6 separate regions of the Mus musculus genome follow, and all the other regions are linked to region 5. Evidence: chromatin contacts called from public promoter capture Hi-C data. All regions are on one chromosome and are shown on one strand. Each heading gives the region's core, a stretch centred on a gene start, on an enhancer-like site or on the middle of the called end of the contact. The rest is flanking DNA. Distances are from core to core; before and after follow the strand shown.

Region 1 (3,729 bases), core at 848-3,347, 230 kb after region 5:
AGGGGCTCTTGGCCTTCCCTGTCTGACTGGGTGCCTCATAGGTTCCATGAACTCCATCGAGACCTGCAGCAGAGCATTGAGGCTGCCAGTGATGAAGAGGATCTGCGCTGGTGGCGGAGCACACACGGGCCTGGCATGGCCATGAACTGGCCACAGTTTGAGGCAGGTCTTAGAGGCTGGGTGGGCCTGGGTTGGGCTCAGTGTGGATCCCAAAAGGATGACAAGGTTTGCGATGAAGTCAGTGAAGGTGGGCCAAAATCTCTCCACAGGAATGGTCGTTAGACACACAGAGAGCCATCAGCCGCAAGGAGAAGGGTGGCCGGAGCCCAGATGAGGTTACTCTGACCAGCATTGTACCGACAAGAGATGGCACCGCACCCCCACCCCAGTCCCCATCGTCCCCGGGGTGAGAGCCGGGATCCTGAACAAAACCAAGACCGGGCTCTATGGCTTGCTTGTTACCACTTCTTCCTGCTTTCCTATCACATCAGTGCCCGACGGCCATCTTGGGAGAGTTAATTTCACCGAGGTTTAGATTTGCTCCATGGTCCGGTGTCTCTCGAAGTTTGGCTGTATAACAGTCCTGTGCACAGAGATAGACCTGTATCCACAGTAGTGAGTGGCAGCAGGATGGCTGTTCACTTGGCTCCTCCCTGCCCGCCGCCAAGCAGCCAAGCCCTTTGTCTTGAGTACTGGATACAGTGGGTCTTGTGCCCTGAGTTGTGCCCCTTGTGTTCCCCTCTCTAGTAGCGGGCAGGACGAGGACTGGTCAGATGAGGAGAGTCCCCGGAAAGTTGCCACTGGGGTGAGGGTACGGGCGCTTTATGACTATGCTGGCCAGGAGGCTGATGAGCTGAGCTTCCGAGCAGGTATGCTGGGCCCTTTCATGGTCCTTCCCACTTCAGCCCCCGTCCTACTTGCTAGAGCAGGGCTGTAGACGAAGAAAGCCAGGGACTCCATCCTCACAGGCTGCTCAGGGTCCAGCTGCAGCCTGACAGTTGCCTCCCTGGGGTCTAAGGTTGGGTGGCTTTTCCTGGCTGTGTCCTATCCTGGTCTGAGTTGGGTATCCTCCAGTTTGTCGGCCCTTGTGCTATTCCATCCCCCAGTCCATGACCTAGTTTTGAGACCAGTAAAGCCAGTGCTTTGGGCAATGACTGTTTTGTCTTTCTTCAGGGGAAGAGTTGCTGAAGATGAGCGAGGAGGATGAGCAGGGCTGGTGCCAGGGCCAGCTGCAGAGTGGCCGCATTGGTCTGTACCCTGCCAATTACGTAGAATGTGTGGGCGCCTGAGTGCCCTGACAGCCCTACCAAGGCGTCTCTCTGACCTGGGCCAGAGCTTAACCCTTCCTGGACTGCTGGACCTGAAGGCCCTGAACCATGTGCTGCTGCTGTCTCTCTTTTCCCACAGGAGGAAGTCTCAGGGCCCATGAAGGGCAGGGGTCTGTGTCTAGAGTTGGAGGTTGGAATGATGGAGGGTCGAGAGGTGCCCGAGCCTCCTCGGGAACATTTGGGTCATCCCAGAGTGGGAGGATCCAGCTCCTAAACTGTTTAGGAGTTCCTGGGGTGAGGTTGGGGAGAATGTAGTTTGAGGCTGGCAGCACCTTCTTTTGTGACTTGTAGTGTGCATTAAATTTGATTAAGAATAAAAACCCCATCAAGTGTTGTGAGCGTCTTTTGATAGCCTACTCTTGCTGGTGGGAGGCACGGGGTCGGCCCGTGGGCGTGCCATGTGTTATGGAACTGGGATTGGGCAGGCAGTTGCCTCCTGGTATCTGCCCCGGAATTTCAGGAGTGCAATCTGGACTGGAAGGGACTTGGTGATCAAGGTTGTTGTGTGCTGGCCTCTGCTCTAGGCCAGTTGCTGGATTGTGAGCTGAGCTGGAGCCCTGCCAATGCCTTCCGGATGGGGCTATGAGCACTTGGGAGATTGTTAATCATTACTCGTCCATCACAGAGTCTGTTACCATGGCTCTCTGCCTGACGCCTACAGCCAGTGGTCGAGCGGTACGTAGGGTACCCGGGTCCAGCAGGAACTCGTGAGGAAGTTTGGGCCAGTCCACGAGCCGTCGCCCGCTCGGGCTGCGGATTGGCCAGGCGCAGCGCGGCGTTCACTCTCAGGCCCGTGGTGGAGCTCCCGGCTGCTAACGTCATGTTTCAGCCCCGCCCGACGTTCATTGGCCCAGATCTGGTCGAATCACTCCACTCGTAGGCGGGTCGGGGCCCTGTCGTGACCGGCGCGGTGAGCCTGCCTTCGCCGCCGAGGATTGGCCCGCGCCGGGACCTGTCGGTCGCGGTTGTGTCTGGGAAGGAGAGAAAATGGCGGCGAGCCCGAGCAAGACCGAAATCCAGACTATTTTTAAGAGACTTCGCGCAATTCCCACCAACAAGGTGCTTGAGCGGGCGGGGTACGGGTCCTGACGCCGGCGGAGAAGACGTCTCTTGTCCCCTGGGGTCTGAGGGAGGGCGAGGACGGAGGTTGGAGGCTTTCTTGTGGTTTCTAGCGCCGGGCCTCGACTCTGGGCCCTAACCGTTCGCTTGTCGTCTTTTCCACTTAGGCCTGTTTCGATTGTGGCGCCAAGAGTCCTAGTTGGGCCAGCATCACTTACGGTGTATTTTTGTGTATTGACTGCTCCGGAGTGCATCGCTCCTTGGGTGTCCATCTCAGCTTTATCAGGTAGGTTCTGTGTGAGGGTGCTGTGCCTCCACGGGGGCTGTGTGCGTGGTCAGCGACGGGGAGAGGGCGCCTGGACTTGGACCTTCCTGAATTTGATGTTTGGATTTCTCCTGGCGGGAGTTCTGGTAGCCTACAGCGGGGGCTTGCGGGCGGAGGGCGGCGGGGGGTTCCACCTCTGTAGACTTCTCTCTTCACAGTTAACATGGTACTCAGCATCAGTTTGGGGGAGAGCTTAGATGCATTGACCTTGTTATTGCAGAAAGATTGGCCCAGTAGGTCTCCAGTGCGACTTTGACCAAACTTTAAGAAGAGCCAAACCCGTGCCTGCATTTCTCAGAAGTCGACCTCCTTTCGGATCTCCTTTTCAGAAATAATTAGTACCCTTTGGATTAGGCGAAGCGCAATGATTTCAAATACAGGGGAGAGAGGAGGAAATGGGACAGTGACTGATGGTTCCTGGACACCCACAGAAGCCTGAGGCCGAATGACAGGTTTAGTCTTGATAGGGAAGGTGACACTCAGCCCTTGTACACAGGTCCACAGAGTTGGATTCGAACTGGAGCTGGTTGCAGCTGAGGTGTATGCAGGTCGGCGGGAATGCCAATGCGGTAACGTTCCTTTACCTTCTTCCACCCCCATCCTTCTGCCTGGGTATTTAACTTTTCCTTGATTTCTCAAAGTGAGTTTGGTTTCTCTGTTCCGAGAGTTTGCAGCTCTGGAACATGCCACACACTTTTCTAAATTCAGAAAAATTTAAACAGCTTCTTTCAAAGAGGCTTAATGAAATACAAACTGGGGGGGGGGGCTTGGGGGACTTTTGGGATAGCATTTGAAATGTAAATGAAGAAAATACCTAATTAAAAGAAAAAAAAAAGGAAATACAAACTGAACTAGACAGGTGCTCTCTGGCAGTAGCAGTGTCTCCATAGTCATTGGGGTTTTGTGGGCTCCTGGAGGGAGGATAGCTGAACAGAGAAGTACATACATTCTTCAGTCCCCTAGACCTTGTTCCCTGCTCTTACGGGGAGGGGCTGGCATGGTGGTTTTTGGGTTTTT
Region 2 (3,371 bases), core at 524-3,023, 170 kb after region 5:
AACAGTTAAGAAATAGCCAGGCAAGGTGGTGCATGCCTTTAATCCCAACACCCAGCCTGGTCCACAGAGTTCCAAGACAGCCAGAGCTACACAGAGCAACCCTGTCTCAAAAATCAAAATAATAAGAGAGAAAAGAGAAAAGAAAATTAAGAACTGAGGCTGAGGGGCTGGTGAAATGGCTCAGTGGGTAAGAGCACTGACTGCTCTTCCGAAGGTCTTGAGTTCAAATCCCAGCAATCACATGGTGGCTCACAACCACCCATAATGAGATCTGACGCCCTCTTCTGGTGTGTCTGAAGACAGCTACAGTGTACTTATAATAATAAGTAAATCTAAAAGAAAGAAAAAAAAAAAAAGAACTGAGGCTGCAGGCTAAGCAGCTAGAAGTATTGGCAACTCCTTCAGAGGAGGGCTCAGGTTCTATTCCCAGCACCCACACAGCTGCTTAAAGTCTACAGGGGATCCTATGCTGCCTTTTTGCCTCCAAGGACACTGTATATACATGGTTCACAGATATACATGCAAGCAAAACACCCATACATAGAAAATATTTTGTTTCATCATTGTTTTTTCCAGACAGTATTTCTCCATGTATCGCTGGCTGTCCTGGAACTTGCTCTATAGACCAGGCTGGCCTACATACAACTCAGACATCTACCCCCCTCTCCAAGTGCTGGAAGTAAAGGCATGCACCACATAGATTTGTTTGTTTTTAAGTTTAAAACTATTTAGTTTTGAAGCCTTCTTATTCTCCCCAAGTCTTTCTCAAGGTGACATCGAAAGTAAAGTTTAGGCAGTAAGGTACATAATTTTATTTGGAGTCCTGGGACAGTATCAATTCTGATCAGATTTGCATTAAAGCATATCAAGGGCCCAAGATCTCATCTGCAACTGTGTGTCACTCTAAGGTTTGGAATCACAACATCCAGACACCCAACTGGCTGCCTGCCTCCAAATCCTAAAGGCTAATGTCTGGAGGAACTCTGATTCTGTGGCAATTCCAGTTATATGCCTGCATCAAAACTGATGTAGTTTTCTGAGATTCCTCCCATAAGAATTCAATGTAGTGGGTTTGGGAAATCGGAACATCCTATGCAATCCAACTCCTCCTCAAACATGACGTTTGAGTCTAATTTAATTTAGAAATCGGTAAGCACAAGAAAAGAGCTGAAAAAAACTGGGGAGTACGAAGGTTTGTTCAGGACATGAATGGCAGACTAGACTGGATCTACCTCAAGGACACAGGGAGTCCAAAGGGCTGGTTACATGCAGTACCCTACATCTCAAACAAGCCCGCTTATCGGAACAGTGTCTAAGCCAAGGCTTACACTAAACTACACACCCAAGAGCAGAAAGTTAGGCTCTGTACTTCCCCACACCTTGCCCCAGTTTTGCACCAGCCGAGGCTCTGGGATCATTTTCAGAAGCATTCCTCAAAGCAGGCACTCGCTCTCCAGGCCCAGACCCCAACCAGGGCAAGCACCAGCTTTGTAGAAGAAGGGGTAAGCCTGACCTAGCGCCTCTACAAAAGCGAGGTGTTTAAGCCTTTTCTGCCCGGAAGGTCGCGCAACAGTCCCACCCTCGTTCATCACCGCCAATCGCAAACCTTCTCCATTTGCATTCCCTCCCAAATTCCGCCTTCTCCCACCAGACTTTCTCATTCCCGGTCTCCCGCAACCCAAAGAAAGATGGCGAAGGCTGCACTTCCGGCAAGTGTCCTTACGAATGCATCCGGGCGGCTGCAGCAGGTACCGCCCAAGGCGTTCCGGCCTCTTGCTACACAGCCTACAACAGTGATGGCCGGCAGACAGACTGGTTGGAGCCAGGCGGCTCTTCTCCAGTTCCTTCTTGGCATGTGCCTAACGGTGATGCCACCCATACAGGCCCGGAGTCTACGCTTTGTTACCTTGGTAATGGGTGACGGAGTCACCAACGGGTTCGCCAAAGCTGAAAGGGCAAAGGCCGGCTGGTAGAGGGAGGGGCAGAGCTTGTGTTCTGGGGCCGGGGTCTCACTTCTCAAGGAGGAGAAAGAACCGGTTTAGGAAACCGCTGGCCCATAGTGGGTTGTGCGGCTGGATTAAGAATTGATTTGGAGCCCTAGGCTATTTTTTTTTTTTTTTTTTTTAGGGCAGGACGACCGAGTAGGAGATATTCTTCCCTAGGATGGGAATTTAGTTAAAAGGTTGAAAGTCACCCATAAAGACGACTTTGATCTTTGTTTTCCCAGTCCCATTGCCCACTTCCTCCCCCAGAAGGCGTTGCTTTCACTACTCTTCTACCTGTGCTTTGGGGCTTTACCTATTATCTCAGGTTACATTGCATCGCCCGAACTGGGGTCTTTTTTCATCGCTCAGTAGAGAAAGATGGAGTGAAATTTCCTTTCCTGGCATGTGCAGAGGTGGGTCCTGTCCTTAACTAGAAGACCCTTCTGATTCTATAGACACACCATTTTCTTTGCTCAGCTGTATCGACATGGAGATCGGTCACCAGTGAAGACATATCCCAAGGACCCCTATCAGGAAGAGAAATGGCCCCAGGGATTTGGTCAGCTAACCAAGGTGGGTCAAAAGCCAACCTGCAAGGTCTCGGGATATGCTACGGAATGAATCACATCTGGAGCACAGAAACTGGGGCTCCTTAAACTACTAGCTTCCCACATGGGTTCTGATGGACCAGATGTCTATTTTGTTGTTTTGTTTTTGTGGTTTTGGAAATTAAACCCAGAACCTTGTCTATGCTAAGCACAGTGAGCTACATCTCTGGCTATGACCAGATTTCTTAACAACTCTGTGCAGGGGACAGTATCATTACAACTGGCCACTTCTGGAATCAAATTCACCTCTTGCCAAGGGAAGAATGCCTAAATGCCATACATAGGACTTGTGGCTAATCCCCTCTCTTTGGACTTTTTTTTTTTTTTTCCCCAGGGGTTGGGGATTTGGGGGAGGTTTAAGACAGGGTTTCCTTGTGTAACAGAGCCCTGGCTGTTCTGGACTCACTTTGTAGACCAGGCTGGCCTTGAACTCAGAGAGTGACTGCTGGGATTAAAGGCCACCATGCCCAGCTCCTCTTTGGACTTTAACTCTCAGGTTTGCCCACAGGAAGGGATGCTACAGCACTGGGAGCTGGGCCAGGCCCTGCGGCAACGCTACCATGGCTTTCTGAACACCTCTTACCACAGGCAAGAGGTAAGGTTGGGAGTTTGATTGGCAAAAGGACTGGGATCTTTGGATTATATTCTGACTGCAGAGAATCTAAGGATGAGCCTGGGCAGTCAAGGTTCCCTCTTGAACTTTTGGTCCCTGGACAAGACATCTAAGAGCTGTCTAGAATACGGCTCTGGAGTCTGAAGTGTCTCTGCTTGTCTGGGA
Region 3 (3,269 bases), core at 560-3,059, 190 kb before region 5:
ATGCCAAGGTGCTGTTCTCTCTCCCTCCCTCCCCACCTTTGACTTTTCTTATCCTCCTAGCTTGAATATAAGTTACTAAGTAACCCATTCTAGGGTCACCACACTGAACTCTTATCAGGGATTGTCATTCATATCACATCTTTACAAATGGCCCGTTTGAACTGTGCTCTTCCTTTACTTATAATTCCGACTCCAGTTCTCTGTCCCATAACGTCATGGGTAGCTTTTGCCATGAACCATTAGGAATGTGGTGGGACATCCTCAGGTGCCCAACCCTTCAGCCCCGCGACATTCTGAGCCTCTCATTGCTCACAGGCAAATAGAATTTTTTTTCCTTCACCACCCATGCACAAATACCCTTCTTAATGGTCTTGCTGTTTCTAAGTCATGTTGAGAACTGTGTTTAATTAAGAGCAACATGTAATTTTTTTAGAATAAAAAGCTACCATTTACTATTGCATTTTTGTTGTGTATGCCAGGCTAGGTCCATATTGCTTTGAGATAATGTTTTGAAGTGGATATTATTATACTTATTTGCTTAAAAGTTTTGAAGAGTTGGGATGACCTATATAAGGTCACACTGTAACTGGCAGAGGTAGACTTTGGATGAGGCCCATTGGACTTCAAAGCCCGTGTGCCTGACCTACAAACTGCCTCCCAATATCAGCTAGTTCTGGGCTGAATAGAAGGCCATATTAGGACTAACTTCTGTATTTCAGCCAATTTCTCAAAAACTCCATATATACAGTTTCACTTAATGTTCATAAAAATACACTGAGTTAGTTGCATTGTCCTTATATTTAGATACAAACACTAAAAAATTTAAAAAGGAAAGTGACACATGGATCCAAAAGGAAAGCCAGATTCCAAACTCGGTTCCTTGTTCATTCTCAGCAGTACACACTAAGTGCTTGCACTAAGTGGTGTCTGCTACAGAACAAAGGGGCCAGAGCTGGAGCAATGCCTTTTCTTCATTTTGCCTCTAACAGCCTGGGTAGCCCGATTGGCACTGAGCTTTAATAAATCTTGAGCACTGGTACATGCCAGGCACTGGGGGAAAATAGTGTACAAAGGCCATCTCGGTTCCTGAACCCAGAGTTGACACTCTCAACTGTCAAAGACAATTTCCCAGTGACAGGTGTCACAAGGCAACGGGTAGGAAATACGGATAAAATGGATTTCGAGTAGTCAGAGAAGACATGAAAAAAAAATTTTTTTTTTTGGTCAGTATGTCACCATGTAACCCTGGTTTACCGGGTATCCAGTTTGTAAACCAGATTAGCCTTGAACTCACATATCCACATTCCTCTGCCTCCCAAGTGCTGGATTAAGGGTCTGTGCCGCCACATCTGACCCCGAGGGGGCACATTTTGTTGTAGTTGCTTTTTCTTTCCAGTACTGAGGACTGAAAGCAAGGATGTCGGGAAGTGCTCTACCACTGAGCTAATGGTAAACGCAAAATCAGGGACCTGCAGAATTCACTGTTAAGCCAGACAGGATCTGTTGTTCATTAGACATGACAACTCTAACGGAAAACAACCATCAAACTTTACGTCGTCAAAGCCTGAAAGAGGATAGGAGTATAACTCAGTTCTTCCAGTTGTTAGTCCGCTGACCTTGCCTTTGCCGTCAGGGTCACCCCACCACCACCCCATCATTACCATTCCCTCCCTACTCCTTCCGGACACTTCCGGCTTGCGCAGGCGCAAGAGAAATCGCCTTTCCTAGAGGCGCGAGGAGCCCACGCCCAGACGCATGCGCGTCCCTCCCACAAGCCCCGCCCCAGGCGGCCCCTCGCGAGCGCCTGCCGTTTCTTTGGGCGGGCCGGTGGGCGGAGCCTAAGCGGGCGGCGCGCCGCGGGCGGGCCAGTGAAGCCGGCGCCCCCGACACGTGATCTGGAACCGGCTGTGTCGCTTGGTGACTCCGTCTGTCCGTCCGTCCGCGGGTGCCATCATGGCGGACGCGGCCAGTCAGGTGCTCCTGGGCTCCGGTCTCACCATCCTGTCCCAGCCGCTCATGTACGTGAAAGTGCTCATCCAGGTATGAGTCGTCGCCCTTTCCTTCCCCGCCCGCGTCCTGTCAGGTCGCCACCGCCCTCTGCGCCTTTGGGTTGGCTCTGCGTCCCAGGCCTTCACCCTCTCGAGATGCTGCCCTTCTCTCCCCTCAGGAACAACTTCCACGGCCTCGCGCCCCTCTCGGAGACATCCCGAGGCTCGCCCCGGGCAGGCCGGCTCCCTTTCTGCAGCCAACTGCCACCCTTGCCTTCCCTGGCCGGTGACTCTTCTCAACTTTGTTTTTCCTTTCCCTGATCCTGGCCGGTTGCCACCGAGGGCTTCCCAACCCTTTTCTTGTCGCCCCTCTGATACTGGCGTTCACCTCACCTCGTTCACTCCTCCTCAGCGAAATATCTCAAACTCGAGACGTGAAATAACTCATCTATGGGCAAATTTAAAATTCTAGGAAAGCCAACATCTTATTGTTCTTACTCGGTTTTTCTATTTGCTGTTTCTACTTCTATTCCCGTTCAGAGATTTTAACACCAGATACCCGGATATACACAAGGAGCGCATTGAGAAGTGATAATGAAATCAGATTTCCTGAGGATCCATTGAGCGCTTTCACAGTAACCCATGTGGTTCATGACAATGAAAATCACGTTGGTTAGAGCTGGAAATCAGTTCTGTTTAAACACTTTAGCGAGTTTAAATGTAACATCAAACCCCGGATGTCTCTCTTGCCTCCCTTGCCAATCTGCTATAAAATATTTCTAAAGTGGTCATTTATATTCATGGGTAAGGAGGCCTACTTTTAGCTGGTGATAGTATTTTCAATTGCTCTTCTAACTTTCCCTGTGCTGATCAGGGCCATTTTTAAGCATTTATTGAGGATTGCCATACCTCATGCATTGTGTGTCCTGGAAGGAAGCAGGCTTTAGAATCCCTGTCCTCAATGTTTACCATTCTGAAAAGAGAAAAAAAAAAAAGCAAGACTCTAGAATGGACTTCATTTTTAAATTGTTCTTCATACAAATTGTTGCTAAGTTGACTAATATAAGTGTAGATGTTGAAGCGCAGAGTGAAATCTGTGTCTAGAACAGAATTGACAGTATTTCGCAGTACACGTATGAACTCACTACTCAATAGTTCTCAAAGAACAGTGATTTTAGTGACATTCAGTGTTTTTGCCTCAACAATCCAATATCCTAAATTCTGATTTCACAATACCTCGTGCGTTGCCAAGTATCTCAGGAGGTTGATGAAATTCCCAAA
Region 4 (3,299 bases), core at 712-3,211, 200 kb after region 5:
TCCTCCAAACAGAAATTCTGAAGTGAAACTAAATATAACCTCACAGGGTTCCTTAGAGCTTTGCCAGAGAGATACACAATTGTGGACACTGAAGACTTTTCTTGTGTGGGATCACAAATAAGTAGGAGTTGAGGGACAATCTTTTTTGTTGTTGTTGTTGTTTTTGGTTGTTTGTTTGTTTTTATTTTTCAAGATAGGGTTTCTCTGTGTAGCCCTGGCTGTCCTGGAACTCACTTTGTAGACCAGGCTGGCCTCGAACTCAGAAATTCGCCTGCCTCTGCCTCCCGAGTGCTGGGATTAAAGGCGTGTGCCACCACGCCCGTTTGTTTTTTTTTTTTTTTTTTTTTTTTGAGGGACAATCTTAAAGATCACAAAATAACATCAGGGCTGGTGAGATGGCTCAGCTGTGGTTAAGAGCACTAACTGCTCTTCCAGAGGTCCTGAGTTCAATTTCCAGCAACTACATGGTGGCTCACAACCATCGGAAATGGGATCCGATGCCCTCTTCTGGTGTATCTGAAGACAGCTACAGTGGACTCATACATTAAATAAAATAAATCTTAAAAAAATAAAATAAGAGCTATCCAAATACAGTGGTGTATAACTGTAATCCTAGCACTCAGAAGCTGCAGCATACTTGGATTGGAGGCCAGCCTGGGCTATAGAGCAAGACTCTGTATTTAAAGAAATACTAAATAATGTCATGAGCAACCATTACTTGAGTGGAAACCAGAAGAATGCAGTAAGGTTTAGAAAAGTTCCAAATTGATTAGGTGGCTTCAAGGAAGAGAGGTAAATCAGAGTATAATAAAAATAAGCCGGGAATGGTGGCACACGCCTTTATTCCCAGCACTTGGGAGACAGAGGCAGGCGGATTTCTGAGTTCTGAGGACAGCCAGGGCTACACAGAAAAACCCTGTCTCGAAAAACTAAATAAATAAATAAATAAATAAACAAACAAACAAATAAATAAAACAACTCTGAATTACCAAGCCCTTCTGGTGGACCCAATCTATAAGTCCTTTTTTTCTCTTGACAACTTTCCTTTCTTTTCATGGCTAAAACCACTCTTATCAATTTATCACATTCCTTATAGCCCCAGGTTCAAGTCCTGGTAAACCTCTGAGAATGCGCTTTCTGAAGAAAGGAGGGAGGGAATTTCAGACTCTCAGAGCTAACATAACCGAGAGGCTATGAAAGGGAGGATTACTTTGAAACAGTAGATGTGTAAAACTTCTGGAACAAGGAAAGTGGGGACTGTGGCTTTTACGGTGATGGCACTCATCTGACTCTTTCTGTCACCTGGGGTAGAGGTGGGGGGGCTGTTCAACTTAAAACTCTCTGCTGTCAATGAACTGGCCAATAAAACCAGTCGGCAGCGTGTGGCTCAGTGGCAGCCCACTTGCTGAGAGAACTGGAGGCCTGGGTTCGAACCCTCGATCTCCCAAATAAAATCACAGCCTGAGGCGACAGAAGCCAAGAACTGCTTCAGAAGCCCAGGCACAAGCACCCACCACCCCAGCTTCAGCCTCTGGCGCGAGCACCCTGAACCCCCGGAAAGCTAAGGCAGCAGCACAGGCCGTACCGGGACCCTGCACACGCAGCTTCTTGGCTTCGGGCTCCAGCTCCTGAGGACCTCTGCGACTTTTGCTCCTGAGGAGCACCGCAACGTCGGGGGACTTCTGGGTTTCTGGGCATTTCTTGGGAGCCATGACGTACTCGGTGAAGAGATATCAAGCTCTGTGGCAAAATAACGAAGCAAGGAGTGGAAAAGCCTCCGTGGAGAAAACAGGAAGGGACTACGTATGAGGCAGCGCCGTCGCAGGTAGCGCAGCTAAGACACCTTCGCGCCAAACGCTCCTCCGGGCTGCTTTACTTTTAGCCCCGCCCCGTCCCCTCAGGGCTGTCCCGCCCCTTGGAACTGCCCCGCCCCCTCGGGATTGCCACAGTAGGGGGCTGTCTTGCCCCCGGAACTGCCCCGGACTGCCCCAACCCCTCGGGCACGGCCCGCCCCCGGCCGCTCCTCCTCTTCCGGAGTAACGTGTGCAGCTCACAGGGAGGGTTTTTTATTTTAACTCCCTAGGAGCTGGGCCTTGGCTTGTGCTGGATCTGAAGAAAGCCGATTATTTGAACCTGAGGAGGGAGCGCTGGCCGTAAACCCTGCATGCTGGAGGCGGAGCCAGGCGGCGTTTCAGGCCAGCCTGGTGTACACGTTCCAGCAATCCGGTGACCTACGCAGAGAAACCCTGTCTCGAAGAACAACAAAGAGAGAGAGAGAGAGACAGAGACAGATAAAAGTAGGTAGTTTATGTCTTAAAAAGAGCAAAGATTCAAGTGTGGCTAAATATTTCTCATTTCCCCCATTAATAATAGGTGTCTCTAGGGCTGGAGAGATGGCTCAGTGGTTAAGAGCACTGACTGCTCTTCCAGAGGTCCTGAGTTCAATTCCCAGCAACCACAAGGTGGCTCACAACCATCTGTATTGGGATCTGATGCCCTCTTCTGGTGTTTCTGAAATGACAGTGTATTAAATAAATAAATCTTAAAAAAAAAAAAAAAGTGCCTCTGATTACCCAATCACAGCCTTAGCATTTGATTCTTTCCTCTCGCTTTACAGATGAATGTATTTTACCTCATACTATAGAAAAGAGCTGTATCTATGGTGGCAGGCTCTGTGTAATTCCCAACACTGAGGAGGCTGAGGCATGAAGAGTTTGCCTGGACTACACTGATATCTTGTAAGGATCAGATAAGAGTGAGAAAATCTGGGGCTGGAGCGATGGCTCAGCGGTTAAGAGCACTGACTGCTTTTCCAAAGGTCCTGAGTTCACATCTCAGCAACGACATGGTGGCTCACAACCATCTGTAATGAGATCTGACTCCCTCTTCTGGAGTGTCTGAAGACAGCTACAGTGTAATTATTTATAATAATAAATAAATCTTTAAAAAAGAAAAAGAGTGAGAAAATCTGGCATGCTATTGCACAGCAAGGTGACAGCAGACAATGGGTTTGCTGTATATTTTCTAAAGGTAGAAAGGTTTTGAATGTTTTCACCACAAACGATATCTGAGAAGATGTGCCTAACCCAATTTAAAGAATACAATATGTGTGTGTCAAAAGTAATGTATTCCTTATGAAGATGATACTTACATAAACATATGTAAAATTTATATGTTTTAATGTAGTTTAATTTTATTTTAAATTAAAATGATGCTCTAGAAGAAAATAAAAAGCTGAACCCAGCACCAATAATGGGGATGTCCTAAGATGTGCTTAAATTAAGAATTGTAGCTTAGTG
Region 5 (3,478 bases), core at 487-2,986:
GGCTGCATTGTGAGGAAGGGGTTAGGCCTTCATGATATGGATCTAGGACGGGAGAGACCCGATAGCCATAATTAGGGAGGACTGATGGGGACTGCTCATGAGTACACACTTCTGAAGATAGCGGCAATCCAGCACCACTGTGACAGTGTGCTGCAGTGTTTGGTATTAGAGCTCACTGTTAGAGATGCTGTCAAACCAGCTGGCATTGGAATTGGGGGATTTTTCTTATTTATCATGTCCGTGTGTAATGCACACACTCATACGGGAGTCAGAGGACAACTTATGGAAGTCTGTTCGTCCGGTTACGTGACTCCCAGGGATGAAACTCGGGTTGTTATGTTTGGCAGCAAATGCTGTTACACCATCTCACCAGCCCCTGGGATTGAGACACTTCGTGAATCTTCAAGGACCAAATTGTGGCCTCTGGTCATCATTTTGTCAAGGGGTAGGTAGTATCATCTCTTCTCACTAACACACTGTTTCCTTCACACTAGACACTGTTCTAAGTCCTTGTCAATCAGCAGCTCCTCTAGTTCTGTGGGAATCCTGTGAACTAGGTGCTGTTAACCTTTCTTCTCCAGGGCCAGCAATGTGCCCAAATTCTCTATGCTCACACAGCTAATACAGAAATACAGCAAGCAGGGCCAGGCTGGTGCCCATTGCTGTGCTGTGCTGTGCTGTGCTGTGCTGTGCTGTGCTGTGCTGTGTGAGAGCCACACACCACTATGAGAGTTTAACTATCCTTGCCTCGAAGAGGAGGAAGCAGGCTCAGAGAGCTACATGATTTGCTTAAGGGAGTTAGGAGGAAACCAGGCCTCCCATCAACTGGCTAATTGTTAGGAACAGTGTGGACATGTGCCCAGGTAAGTGTCTATGTGATGGGTAAAATGAGAAAATAAAATGGGGGAGGAACTGGGAAGAAAAGAGGTGAAGCTGGGCTGTGATGGTGCACACCTTTAATCCCAGCACTCAGGAGGCTGAGACAGGTAGATCTCTCAGTTTGAGGCCATCCTGGTGTAGAGTGAGTTCCAGAACAGCCAGAGCTATGCAGAGAAACCCTGTCTTGGGGGGAATGGGGTGGAATGTTCCATTAGCCAGGTACAATGGCTCACTCCTTTGGTCCCAGCTCTTGGGAGGCAGTCAGGCAGATATCTGAGTTTGAGGCTACCCTGGCTTACAAAGCAAGTTCCATGACAGCCAGGGTACACAGAGAAATCTTGTCTCAAAGCAGAAAGACAGAGACAGAGACAGAGAGACAGAGAGAGGGAGAGAGGGAGAGACAGAGGGAGGCGGAGAGAGAGAGAGAGAGAGAGAGAGAGAGAGAGAGAGAGAGAGAGAGAGAGGAAAAAGGAAAAGAAAACAAAACAAAAGAAAAAGAACCAAGAATCAGCAGCAAGGCGAACATTCAACTCCTCTCCCTGATGCCAAGTGTCCTGCCTGCTGCTTTCCTGCTGTCAAAACCTCTGGCCTAAGGCTTGCCTGCATCCTGGCAGACAGCCTTTGACAAGGCTTCCAAAGAGCATAACCTGCCAGGGGCACCAAGGCCAGTGTCAGAAGTGTCAAAGGGGACACCAAACAGGTTCTCCGGTGGTGCAGTGCCTATATCCCTGGGACAGCCACCTTTCAGCTTGGAGTGGGTGCAGCAGGAACCCTCGTGACCTTGCTGCTGACATTCCTCAGAAACCACGTGGCTCCAACTGGCAGGGACAGCTGCAGACAGGGGCTGAACCAGCCTTGTTCCCAGGGTGGCGCCCGTTGTCCATCCAGGCCCTGCTTAGCTTTTTGCCTGGTGTGCTCCCCCCACCCCCACTCCCCAGAGATCAGCCGACACCGTGGGTCCAACACCATGAGGGTCTAAAGACACCTAGCCAGCCACGGTCTTTCCGAGTGGCCAGGCTGTGGGAAGATGGGGCAGGACCAGACAAAGCAACAGATTGAAAAAGGACTGCAGCTGTACCAGTCCAACCAGACAGAGAAGGCACTGCAGGTGTGGATGAAGGTGCTGGAGAAGGGCTCTGACCTCGTGGGCCGCTTCCGGGTACTGGGCTGCTTGGTAACAGCTCACTCGGAGATGGGCCGCTACAAAGAGATGCTGAAGGTACACATTACCCTTCCAGGGTGCTGTGGGAGGGCCCAGGTGCTGTGAGAAGATTGGGAACAGGACTGGGTGGCTTCCAACTCCCAGACACCCTTGTATCTTCCTGAGTGAGAACCTCTGGGTCTCATAGGCTAGTGTCTGGTCTGAAGTTTTGAATATGCATGGGAGATCCTGAGTCTTAGTTGGCTGGGTATCGTCAGAGTCAGGCCTGTGGCCTTTGACCTCGGTGTCAATGATGTTCACAGGCATCCAGGGATCTTAAGCCCAGACCTCCAAGTCTAGATTTTAGTCTGCTGCTTGCTGCCTGGAGGAACAGGCTCCAAGTTTGAGGGTCAGGCTGGTCAGTGGTAGACTCCAGATCTGAGGCTGGGAGTGAAAGTGTATGTCTACCCTGAGCTTTGGTTAGAACTTCTCTGCTATGACTGGAGCCTGGGAGGATGGATCTGAGGTTGTTGAAACTCTTGAGTCTGAGCTTCAGGGTCTGCCATTCTCTCTGGCTGTGGCAGCCAGGGAATGCAGCCTTGCTGAGTGTTGTCTACCTGTTCCCCCCGGGGTCAGTTTGCCGTGGTCCAGATTGATACTGCTCGGGGACTGGAGGATGCTGACTTCCTGCTCGAAAGCTACCTGAACCTGGCGCGCAGCAATGAGAAGCTATGTGAGTTCCACAAAACCATCTCCTACTGCAAGACCTGCCTCGGCCTGCCTGGCACCAGGGCTGGTGCCCAGCTTGGGGGTCAGGTCAGCCTGAGCATGGGCAATGCTTTCCTGGGCCTCAGCCTCTTCCAGAAGGCCCTGGAGAGCTTTGAGAAGGCCCTGCGCTATGCCCACAACAACGATGACACCATGCTGGAGTGCCGTGTCTGCTGCAGCCTGGGCAGTTTCTACGCCCAGGTCAAGGTGGGCCTGGTTCCTTTGTGGGGGATGAGGGAAATGATAATGGGGGATTTGAGGCTCCCTGAGAACCTCGTGTGTGGGGGGCGGGGGGAGCGGGGGTGTTCATACTGTTTATATATGATAAATATTATTTGACTTTCTCTGGCCAAAAGTTCTTTTGAGACAATGCCATCAACCTTAGCCAATTGGAGAACAGAATTATCTGACCCACCCATCCTGCAAATGGGCCCCCCAGGTGGCATGGGTTTTAAACTGGCCAATGAACCTGCCTCACTCACCTGGATGGGATGCATGGTTCTCGGTGCCAGTGATGAGGTTGGTCAGGGAGCTTCTGCAGCACGGACAGGTCCACAAACTCTGGCATCCATGAACTCACCGGTGGGATTTGTAGAGGCTGGACCTGCTTCCTCCAGGTCCAGCACACGAAAGCCCTGAGGGCCTCTTAGGAACCTCATCCTTCTCTGGTCACTGCCCGCAGCCCTCCTT
Region 6 (3,254 bases), core at 170-2,669, 250 kb before region 5:
AGGGATTGTGGGCCCAGCTTTTATGAGTCAATTACTCTTTAACTTTTTGTTAAAGATTTCTTTACATATATGGATGTTTTGTCTGCATATACATCTATCTACACCAGAAGAGGGATCCCATAGGACTATAGTTGTGAGGCACCAGGTGGATGCTAGGATTTGAATTCAGGAAGTGCAGCCAGTGCTCTTTGCCTCTGAGTCATCTCTTCAGCTCTGAGGTTTGCCCTTAAAATAGCACATCTTTACTTTTAGACAATAGGGTCATTTAGTCGATGGAGACTCACACAAGTCCTTGAACAAGTCTCAAGTAACAGTGGGGCTCAGCTCTGAAAGCTCTTCCAGATGATCCAAATTTGGTTTCCAGCGTCCACAAGACCACATCGGGTCTCCCACTCTAGGGAGACCTCTGACCTCAGTGGGCGGGCACCTGCACTCACAACAAGCACACGGATTAAAACAATGTTTAAAAATCAAGGCTGGGGGGCTGGTGAGATGGCTCAGTGGGTAAGAGCACCCGACTGCTCTTCCGAAGGTCCAGAGTTCAAATCCCAGCAACCACATGGTGGCTCACAACCATCCGTAACGAGATCTGACTCCCTCTTCTGGAGTGTCTGACTTACATATAATAATAAATAAATCTTTAAAAAAAAAAAAACAAGGCTGGCTAGATAGTCTAGAAGGTTTGTGTTTGCCTGGCACTTGAAACTCATGCAAAGGCAGAAGGGAAGAACTGACTCCATAAAGTGTACACATGTTCCCCTGCTCATCCTGCACATGCAAACAAGAGTGAAGGGGAGGCGGCTGGTGAGGTTGTTCAGGGGCTAAAAGCACTTGCTCTTTGAGCAGCACCCACTTAGCAATTCAAACAGCTCACAACTGCAGGTAACTAGCTCCCTAGGGATCTGAAACCTAGCCTCCAGGTGAACACACACACACACACACACACACACATTTTTTTAAAAAGGAATAATTACTATTTTAAACCAAATCAAGACAAGGCAGGGATGGGGGAAGGACATTTTACGTTTGTCAAAGGGAGAAGAAATGAAGTAAACTAGAATGAACCTGATTCCTTCTCTCTAGGACTGACCTCGTGTTCTCCTAGTGTATCTGCTCTTTTTAAATAACTCTTGGCTGCTTGCTACATACAGTTCTAACCCTCACCAGCCCCCAAAGGAATAGAAGCTTCAGGCCCTTGAACAAAGTAAATTACCTTTACAACTACCGAAAGTAGAAATATGAAGGCCCTCGGCACTGTTCTACTCATCAGTCCCCAGACTGTGTCTGTAAAGTTTGAGATGAAATTTGAATCAGTAAACCGTTGGAATGTGAAACGCAAGTTGCCTGACATCCCAAGGCTCGCAGCTTACAGATGAGGGCGGGGTCCTGCCCTCCTTCCGCTTCTGGCTCCCGGTTGCTAGGCTCCCAGGGTCCTCGCAGAAAACTCCAGCAGGTGAGCTGAGGGACTGGGCCTGCGAAGGAGCGCCCTAGCTGGCAGGGGACAAGCAGGGGATCCCAGGCAGGAAGGGAGTGAGAGGACAGGAAGTGCAGGGGGGCGAGGAGAGTGCCGGGGGGGGGGGGCGGAATGGGGAGAGGGGGGCAGAGGGCGAGGAGGGCAGGGGGCAAGGAGCTTTGGGACGGACAGGACTCCAGGCTGGCCTCTGCAGAAAGAGTGAGAGTGGAGAGATGGAGAAGCTCCTGCAGCGTCCACCCGGCCTGGGGACCAGCTGCGGGGAAGGGGTAGCCAGGCAGCGCGGTGTCACCCCGCGGGCTCCGGTGGAAACTTCTGCTCTGTCCTTCCTTGGGCTTGCCTCTGGGCAGTCCACACTCCGAGGCAGGGCGCTCAGAACTGAACGTTTCCAGGGCTCTCGCTTCCGACCCCTGACCTTTCCTTTTCAACTGCTCTGAGGCGACTCTGCGCGTGCCCCCAACCCGGTTCCTTTCCCTTTTCTGCGGCGTCCTGGTGTTGGGCATCTGTTCTCAGCGTAAACTAAGCATGGGGCCAATGAGGCTCCTGGTGAATCTAGTGGACCAGGCGTGGGGACACGCAGAGCGCCCCAGCTCCTCAGGTGTGTGCTGGCAACCACCATCCTCTCCTTTCGTAAGACGCCGGCTTGGCAAGAGTTTAACCCCCGAGTGGTTGTGGGTGTGAAAGGGCAGGGTCTGCAGATTTGGTGTTATTTGTTGGCGGTGGTGGTTGGTTAGGTTTCTTTTCACTTTTCCTACGGGGATTTGTAACTTCTGTGTAATCAGCTGTTTGGAAATCAGGCAGATATTGCAGCTGGGTACGGTGCTACTAACTCGCCTACATCATACTATGCGGCAGTAACATGTTCCCGGCGTTGGAAACAGAACTAAAGCCGGAGGTTGGTACACTCTTTTTCCGATAACTTCGCAGAAACCCAATCCAAGGTCAGAAGGTTCACTGTGGTGGCATGCTGGTCCAGCTGGAGGTATATTTGGGGCGGCGGAAGGATGGGCTTTTTAGCCCCGGTTGGCATGGAACTCACTCTGTTGCCCGGACTACCCTTGAACTTGAGTTCTCCTCCTACCTCTGCTTCCCTGGTGCTGGGAGTACTAGTGTTTGCCACCAGACCTGTTGGAGATTATGATTCCCAAAATAGAATAATTCACTATTTGCCTGGCGTTTGCTTGTTTTGTTCCCGTATCCTATGCAGCGTGTTTGGTGCTTTTGGTTAAGAAGTCAGTGTCATCTGAATGAATGTCCTGCTTGAGATGGCTTTTCTTTCACAGACTCTTCCTGATCCCTATGAGGACTTTATTCACCATCACCTCCAGTATTATGGATATTTCAAAGGTAACACTTCCTTCTCTCCAGCATCCACGGGTTGAACTGTTGTATTTACTGAAAGAACTGTTTGGATGAGACTGGGACGCTGTTTCTAGATGATTAGTTAAAAAGTGCTTCCTACTCCCAATTGAACGGAACCACCTCTGTCAAGGTGCACTTACTATATGCAAAAGCACAAATGTCTCTTCTAGGCTCTTTAGTTTATTGGCCTGTTTTTCTACTGATGCACTAGTAAATTAGCAGCTCTGAATTGCTCCACGACACTAAAGAAGATTCCTTTTTACCACTATGTAGTCCGACTGCTAAGGAACTCACTCTCCTGTCTTAGCCTCTTGCACCGTTCCGTGCAGCTGTGATAGTCTTCATCTCTGGACACTTGTTTCCTATCACCTTGTTCTTCAAAAGCGTCTCACCTTTTCCTGAGTCTTTGTTTCTCTCTCTT

Evidence for each region. Capture Hi-C pulls out chosen DNA fragments and counts their contacts.
Region 1: a promoter capture Hi-C map of liver shows a contact between it and region 5. The contact joins the promoter of Arfgap2 here to the promoter of Rapsn in region 5. A contact is called at or near these places in 16 of 39 promoter capture datasets (the 3T3-L1 cell line, the C10 cell line, the HPC-7 cell line and 10 more), 7 of 484 Hi-C or Micro-C datasets (CD4 T cells, LSK cells, cortical glia and 2 more), 12 of 115 datasets of contacts at active chromatin or transcription factors (the SCID.adh cell line, bone marrow-derived macrophages, effector CD8 T cells and 6 more) and 5 of 9 other capture datasets (adipose tissue, embryonic stem cells, liver and 2 more).
Region 2: a contact with region 5 is called in a promoter capture Hi-C map of liver. The contact joins the promoter of Acp2 here to the promoter of Rapsn in region 5. A contact is called at or near these places in 20 of 39 promoter capture datasets (the 3T3-L1 cell line, 3T3-L1-derived adipocytes, the C10 cell line and 15 more), 2 of 15 datasets of contacts at CTCF or cohesin (embryonic stem cells and large pre-B cells), 24 of 484 Hi-C or Micro-C datasets (B cells, CD4 T cells, CD8 T cells and 12 more), 20 of 115 datasets of contacts at active chromatin or transcription factors (the 230-238 cell line, the SCID.adh cell line, bone marrow-derived dendritic cells and 8 more) and 4 of 9 other capture datasets (adipose tissue, liver, macrophages and 1 more).
Region 3: a contact with region 5 is called in a promoter capture Hi-C map of adipose tissue. The contact joins the promoter of Mtch2 here to the promoter of Rapsn in region 5. A contact is called at or near these places in 14 of 39 promoter capture datasets (the C10 cell line, the HPC-7 cell line, cranial neural crest and 9 more), 5 of 484 Hi-C or Micro-C datasets (bone marrow-derived DN3 thymocytes, brown adipocytes, pre-B cells and 2 more), 20 of 115 datasets of contacts at active chromatin or transcription factors (the 230-238 cell line, the HPC-7 cell line, the SCID.adh cell line and 14 more) and 3 of 9 other capture datasets (adipose tissue, liver and pancreatic islet).
Region 4: a contact with region 5 is called in a promoter capture Hi-C map of liver. The contact joins the promoter of Ddb2 here to the promoter of Rapsn in region 5. A contact is called at or near these places in 13 of 39 promoter capture datasets (the 3T3-L1 cell line, 3T3-L1-derived adipocytes, the C10 cell line and 8 more), 1 of 15 datasets of contacts at CTCF or cohesin (pro-B cells), 4 of 484 Hi-C or Micro-C datasets (bone marrow-derived macrophages and embryonic stem cells), 6 of 115 datasets of contacts at active chromatin or transcription factors (the 230-238 cell line, bone marrow-derived macrophages, embryonic stem cells and 1 more) and 4 of 9 other capture datasets (adipose tissue, liver, macrophages and 1 more).
Region 6: a promoter capture Hi-C map of adipose tissue shows a contact between it and region 5. The contact joins the promoter of Agbl2 here to the promoter of Rapsn in region 5. A contact is called at or near these places in 5 of 39 promoter capture datasets (the 3T3-L1 cell line, hippocampal neurons, liver and 1 more) and 3 of 9 other capture datasets (adipose tissue, liver and pancreatic islet).

Annotation. Positions count from the first base shown.
Region 1 is chr2:91,263,018-91,266,746 of GRCm38.p6, forward strand. Arfgap2 (ADP-ribosylation factor GTPase activating protein 2) reads left to right here and starts at 2,098. Exons shown (of 16, transcript NM_023854.2): 1 at 2,098-2,387; 2 at 2,555-2,673; 3 at 3,209-3,281. The coding sequence starts at 2,316. It overlaps Pacsin3 (protein kinase C and casein kinase substrate in neurons 3), which reads left to right. Exons shown (of 11, transcript NM_001289678.1): 8 at 42-162; 9 at 270-406; 10 at 748-869; 11 at 1,174-1,663. The coding sequence ends at 1,289.
Region 2 is chr2:91,201,139-91,204,509 of GRCm38.p6, forward strand. Acp2 (acid phosphatase 2, lysosomal) reads left to right here and starts at 1,774. Exons shown (of 11, transcript NM_007387.2): 1 at 1,774-1,910; 2 at 2,463-2,558; 3 at 3,102-3,188. The coding sequence starts at 1,797. It also overlaps a transcript of Nr1h3 not described here.
Region 3 is chr2:90,845,346-90,848,614 of GRCm38.p6, forward strand. It overlaps Mtch2 (mitochondrial carrier 2), which reads left to right and starts at 1,810. Exons shown (of 13, transcript NM_019758.3): 1 at 1,810-2,040. The coding sequence starts at 1,954.
Region 4 is chr2:91,235,105-91,238,403 of GRCm38.p6, forward strand. Ddb2 (damage specific DNA binding protein 2) reads right to left here and starts at 1,962. Exons shown (of 10, transcript NM_028119.5): 1 at 1,586-1,962. The coding sequence starts at 1,712. A330069E16Rik (RIKEN cDNA A330069E16 gene) reads left to right here and starts at 2,042. Exons shown (of 2, transcript NR_015464.1): 1 at 2,042-2,297; 2 at 2,618-3,253.
Region 5 is chr2:91,033,891-91,037,368 of GRCm38.p6, forward strand. Rapsn (receptor-associated protein of the synapse) reads left to right here and starts at 1,737. Exons shown (of 8, transcript NM_009023.3): 1 at 1,737-2,098; 2 at 2,657-2,995. The coding sequence starts at 1,907. It also overlaps Gm13778.
Region 6 is chr2:90,781,308-90,784,561 of GRCm38.p6, forward strand. Agbl2 (ATP/GTP binding protein-like 2) reads left to right here and starts at 1,420. Exons shown (of 18, transcript NM_178755.4): 1 at 1,420-1,453; 2 at 2,269-2,366; 3 at 2,679-2,818. The coding sequence starts at 2,719.